Linked DNA regions of Sus scrofa: region 1 is linked to region 2. Evidence: chromatin contacts called from public HiChIP or PLAC-seq data. All regions are on one chromosome and are shown on one strand. The core of a region is the stretch at or near the end of the contact, and the rest is flanking DNA. Distances in the headings are between cores, read along the strand shown. Region 1 holds the start of DYRK2 (dual specificity tyrosine-phosphorylation-regulated kinase 2). Region 2 holds the start of CAND1 (cullin-associated NEDD8-dissociated protein 1).

The links. HiChIP or PLAC-seq counts read pairs in DNA pulled down with a chosen protein or histone mark.
Region 1: a contact with region 2 is called in an H3K27ac HiChIP or PLAC-seq map of alveolar macrophages. The contact joins the promoter of DYRK2 here to the promoter of CAND1 in region 2. A contact is called at or near these places in 1 of 5 promoter capture datasets (liver), 2 of 47 Hi-C or Micro-C datasets (embryonic fibroblasts and skeletal muscle) and 1 of 2 datasets of contacts at active chromatin or transcription factors (alveolar macrophages).

Annotation. Positions count from the first base shown.
Region 1 is chr5:32,046,286-32,048,985 of Sscrofa11.1, reverse strand. It overlaps DYRK2 (dual specificity tyrosine-phosphorylation-regulated kinase 2), which reads right to left and starts at 1,372. Exons shown (of 3, transcript XM_021091961.1): 1 at 907-1,372; 2 at 147-295. The coding sequence starts at 955.
Region 2 is chr5:31,656,128-31,658,827 of Sscrofa11.1, reverse strand. CAND1 (cullin-associated NEDD8-dissociated protein 1) reads right to left here and starts at 1,320. Exons shown (of 16, transcript XM_003126362.4): 1 at 828-1,320. The coding sequence starts at 895.

The DNA.
Region 1 (2,700 bases), core at 123-2,622, 390 kb before region 2:
GGAGACGCCACTGGCCAGGGGCGTGGAGACACTCGCATTTCGACCTCTATATCCTCTCCCGGCCGCAGGATCCCCCAAGTCCGAGGGTTCGTGCCCCGGACCCCTCCCGCCCCGTCTCCTCGCGCTGCCCGCGGGCTGGATCTCACCGTGTGGGCTGCGGCGGCAGCGTTGCTGGCCCGGAGAGGCGGCAGGGCGATGGGGGAGGGCGGGCCGGTCCCCACTCCGCTCCGGGGGGCCCCTGCACCGAGCCCCGGGGAAGCCTGAAGCTGACGAACGGCGCTGTCCCCTCCTCGGCCTGGCAGCCACGCGCGGGAGGAGACAAAAGAGGGTCAAGGGGAAGAAAGTCACCCGGACCCCGTGGCCCCGCCCCACCCCTCTGGGCTGCGGAGCCCGCTCTCCCCCGGGCAGAGCCGGGACAGTAAACGCGGGCGGTCGGGGAGCGTTGGCAGGCCGGGGACGCGGATCCCCGGCGCGCCCCCGCGGGCGGGGCTCAGGCTGCTGCAAAGTTAAGTCGGGCCCCCGCGCGCAGGCGAGTTCGTGACCCCTCAGGGGAGCCCGGCAGGGGCGAGGCCGGCGGCACACGTTGCTGGCAGCTGCAGGCGGGGACAGGGGCTGCACCGCCAGCCTGGGCGCCGCCACCGCCTCGCCGAGCCCCGGGTGGGGAGGCCCCGGACGGCCCCTGCCGGCCCGCTCGGGGGAGCCTCGGGGGCCCGCGTGCAACAATGAGCCCAGCCGAGGCGAGGGCGCGCCGTCCGCCCCAGGATCCCTGCAGCCGCCCCGCCGCGGCGCAGACTTTGTTCGAGGTCCCGTTGGCAGCAGGCTCCCGCGCCACGAGGGCCGGCCCGGGGGCCGGCTGGGGCCACGGGGGCGGGAGCCCAGGGCGGCGCGGGGCCCGGGCCTCCTTACCGGTCGGGTAGGCGGCGGGAGCGGCGGCCGAAGGTTTCCTGGTTAACATGGCCGCTGGAGAGGAAAATGCATCTCAGGGCTGCCGTCTCCGCCGCCGCCCGTCCTGCTGCTACTTCTCGCGGCCGCCACCGCCGCCGCCTCCCGGTCGCCCTTCTCGCAGATCTCCGGCGCCTCCTCGCCGCCTCGCGTCAGCTACAGCCAGACACACACAGTCCACTGCATCCCCTCCGCCCGGGCCCGCCGCCGCGAGCCCTCCACTCTCCTCGCCGCCGCCGCCGTCCTCCTCTTCCTCGGGCGGCCGCAGCACCCCCCGGCCCGTGCACATGCCTCGCCCTCCCCGGCGCGCCGCGGGCCTCCCCGATTCCCTCACATAGGGCGCGGGGGAGCGGGCTGCGCCGCCTCGGCCGACTCGCTCGGGAGCCTCCTCCCGGGCCGCGCACGCGCGCCCCCGCGCACACTCGCCAGGCGCCCGCGCGCCGCGCGGCCGGGGAGGGCAGCCCCGCCCCCGCTCCCTCCGCTGCCAAGCAGGCCCCGCCCCCGGACTCCCCCCAGCCGCGCCACACACTCTCGCGCACACCCCTCCCCCACCCAGCCACCCACCGGAGTCCCTCCCTGCCACCCAATCATCTGCATAGCCACCCCTCCACGCGCTGGAAAACTCTGCCGCCTCCACTTGCTCGCCCTCAGCTTCCCTCCGGCCATCTGCACCTCTCCCTTCGGCTCCCCAGCTAACAACCTACTCCCCTCCCCTCCCTACTCCTCCTCGGCCTCGCCCGCCCCGGCTGCACCCCGCCTTCCCTACAGCGCAACCTACCGCTGCTTCCCTCCCACCGAAATCGCTGCAGAGACCCTGCCCTCCCCTTCCGAGAGCGCCCCCAAACACATGCATTTTCAGCTTTCCTAACTTAAAAGGCCGCTCACAAACAATACTGCCCCCCCACCCCCGCCTTCCCGGTCCCAGTGGCTTAACCACCCCCTTCCCACAAGTCATCATGTACATAACTTAATTGTGCGAGGGTCACCTCGGTAAGGTAAACCCAGCCCGATGGAGGGCCTTGCCTTAGCCTGGTGACCCCGAAAGTGGGCCGAGGAGAGGGCTGCACCTCCCACCTCCACCTCTACCACACACACTCCCTCCCCGATTTACTGACACCGAGTGACCGCTCTCCAGTCGCTAGGACAAGGGGAGGTTGAGAGGCGCGTGTGGACGGCTGCCGGGGAAGCAGTTGGCTGTGGGTTGCTAGGCAAAAATAAACATCAGAGACACCTCCCATTTCCTCACTACTCAGAGTCTTTCCCCTGCGTTGCCCATGGGAGAGACACACCTTCCTGAGAGACACCTTTAATTCTTTACATCCAAGTCTTTTTCCTCTTCCCAGACAAGACACGCAGAGAATTTCCCCGTCCTCTTCATTTGCCATATACAGCCTCTTACCCTTGCAGACTGAAAAACTGCTTGCGCATCTCGAACCCGCCTCTGTCATACATGACACGCGCCTTTATCCAAAGGTCACAGGTTTTTGTCACTTCAAAAGGGGTAGAGGAGGTCAGGCAATCCCTGATGACGGAGCTGCAACACTCCTTGCCTTGCGCTTTTTGAGAGGTGCCAGATTTCTGAAGTTCTGGGGACCTGGGTCCATTATCATCTGTCTTATGTATCCTAGGGCCCCTGGCTGGACCAAGTGTGCAGGCAGAAGCTAGTATAGACTCAAATCACAACCGGGCCACCTCCTGCGGAGTCCCATCGCCTCTACTGTTTGCAAATTGTCATAACAACCTCCCAGCAAGATCACA
Region 2 (2,700 bases), core at 71-2,570:
TTCATATTCACCATCCCCCTATTAGAAAATTCCTTCTTTTAATAAGATCCATCGCTCGGTGTACCTTTTTGTTTACGGTTCGGCAATTCACCTTTCTGGCAGTTAATTTTGGATATAAGGAAATGAGACTGAAACCCCGAGTTCCTGCTTGGGTTTTCACCTGACAAGGGAAAATGACAAGAGATGCTGGCGGGAAAACCCTAACGAGTCAAGTTTTCACCATCCTGGTTCCCCCTCCTCCTTCCCATCTTCACCAAAGGGATAATCCAAAGAAAAAGTTTATAATCCAATCCCCGAAGAGCTGGGAAAAAAGGAAATCGTTCAAGCTGAATGCACCAAGGCCCGCTCATATCTGCGGGAAAGGAGATGGCAGATGGGTCCCCGAGTGGGCAGCAAGCAGCAGCTCGGGCCCTGCAAGCGGGGCGGCCTAGCGCCTCGGGCAGACCAGCGGGTAGGCCGGCTTCTGGGTCTTCAAGCCGAAAGCAACTCCATTCCCCACAATAGTGCGTGATCTCGCCCCTTTCGCGCTACCTGGGACGCCAAAGGCACGTCCCGGGAGGGCAGGGCATGCAGTGGAGGCGTTGGGGGATGCAGAAAGGGCCTAGGACCCGAGGCGGGCAACGGCCTAAAGCAAAGAATGGGGGGAGGGGGTGAGAAGGCGGGCGAGAAAAGGGGCCCGCCGGGATCGGGGAGCGGAGGGTGGGCTGGAGACCTCGGGAAAGCCGAGGAACCGGTTAAGGCCAAAGGGGTGGGGCAAGGCCTGTGTGAGGGCCAGGGCCGCGGATGGGGGACTCCGAGGTGGGCTGAGAGTCGGATTTCGGCCTCACCTGAAGTCCTTGTCGCTGGATGTCATTTTTTCCAGCAAATTGGAAATGTGGTACGAGGCGCTCGCCATGTTGACGGCCTCGATCCCGCCCGCTGGCGCTGCTGGTGCTCCTGCCCGCTGCCGCCGCTGGGGCTCCTCCTCTCGCTCGCGGCGGCTCCCGCTTCCAGGGTCGCAGCGCGACGCAGACGCTGACTAGGGAGGCGCCTCGACAGGCTGCCCCCTCCCCGACGAGGCGTGGGCCTGTCCCGGGGGAAGCAGAGGCTACCCGGCTGGCCTAACGACGGCGCTGCTCGCTGGAGAACGAGCTCATGGGCAGCGAGGAATACTGCAGGGCCGCTCCGGGGAGCCAGACACTTCCACTCGGGCCTGTCTCGCTCCCACTCCCTCCACAGGGCAAGAGGCCAAAACCCGCCTCCTTCGCTCCGGGGGCGGGGGTAGTAGACGCGGGACGCTTACCCAGAGCTCAGGTCAGGGTTCACGGAGGACCCCCACGCACGCTGTGGAGACGCTAGGTAAAGAACAATTCTGTTGGCTAAGGCCTATGTCAGTCTTCGCGTGACCCACCTTCCAGGAGGCATGACAACGACCAAAAGAGGCTGTTATCGCGAGACTTGAAAGCGACGGTTAAGGAATGGGGGGGCCAGTGGGACAAGCATACCTTCATCCAAAAATAACATGATTTTTTTTTTCCTCTATGACAGTAAGAAAAATAGTTTACGATTTTTAAGGAGTATAAGGATCGGAGAAATGCTAATCAAGAGGTTAGCCTGAAAAGCAACAGAAGAATCATGAGAAGGAGCTTTCGTTCCAAATCGGACGCGTGGCCTACAGTGCCTTAACCACGACGGTGTAATGTTGCCACGTGAAAACCACAAATCCCAGAATTCAGTCGGCATGGTACACTGGGTCAGGATGTGATTGGTTGAAGGAACTTGTAGCTTCCTTATTGGCTTCTGGTGGAGTAGGGAATCCTGGGATTTGTAGTCTAGCGAGGCGGCTGTGTTGGATAGAACCTTTGAAGCGCAGTGGAGTAGTTTTCTGCAGCAGATTCGGATTTTTTCTTACGTCGGTGTTTGCTGTTCTAGGGTGTCTCCTGAGCTAGGCTGCTGCGGTCTGGGCAGGCGCATTGCGGATGAGTGGATATTCTTGGCAGAGGCCTAGCAGCGATTTCTTAATACGAATTATTAAAAGTGATGGTAGCCTTATTCTCTTAAGACAGCTGAGCTTTTGCTGGGCACTCCCAAAATGCGTTCTAGAGCCAGTCCCCTAAAGGAAGACGGAGCTTAGTACAGATGAACGGCCAACGACTGATGATTGTATTGGAGACTTATTCCTTTCATTTAGAATGGCTAAACTGTCACCCTCTGTATTGCGCAATTGTGGGATTGGTAATCCTACAGCTATTTTATTGTTCCCTAAAACATACAGACACAGAAATCAGTGATGTATTTTAGGATGCACTTTTTTGTTTTTTTTTTGTCTTTTTGCCATTTTCTTGGGTGGCTCCCACAGCATAAGGAGGTTCCCAGGCTAGGGGTTGAATCCGAGCTGTAGCCACTGGCCTACGCCAGAGCCACAGCAACGCTGGATCCGAGCCGCGTCTGCGACCTTCACCACAGGTCTCTGCAACGTCAGATCCTTGACCCACTGAGCAAGGCCAGGGATCGAACCCACAACCTCATGGTTCCTAGTCGGATTTGTTAACCACTGAGCCACCACAGGAACTCCACGATGCACATTTTTAACTCCTTTACGCGAATTGAGATAACAGGACCTAAAAAAAAAAAAAGAGAGAGAGAGAGAGGCAGGAGGGGGGGATTGAATAGCTCCTTTCATCCAAGTGCTAAATCCCAACGTTTCTCTATTATTCTTTC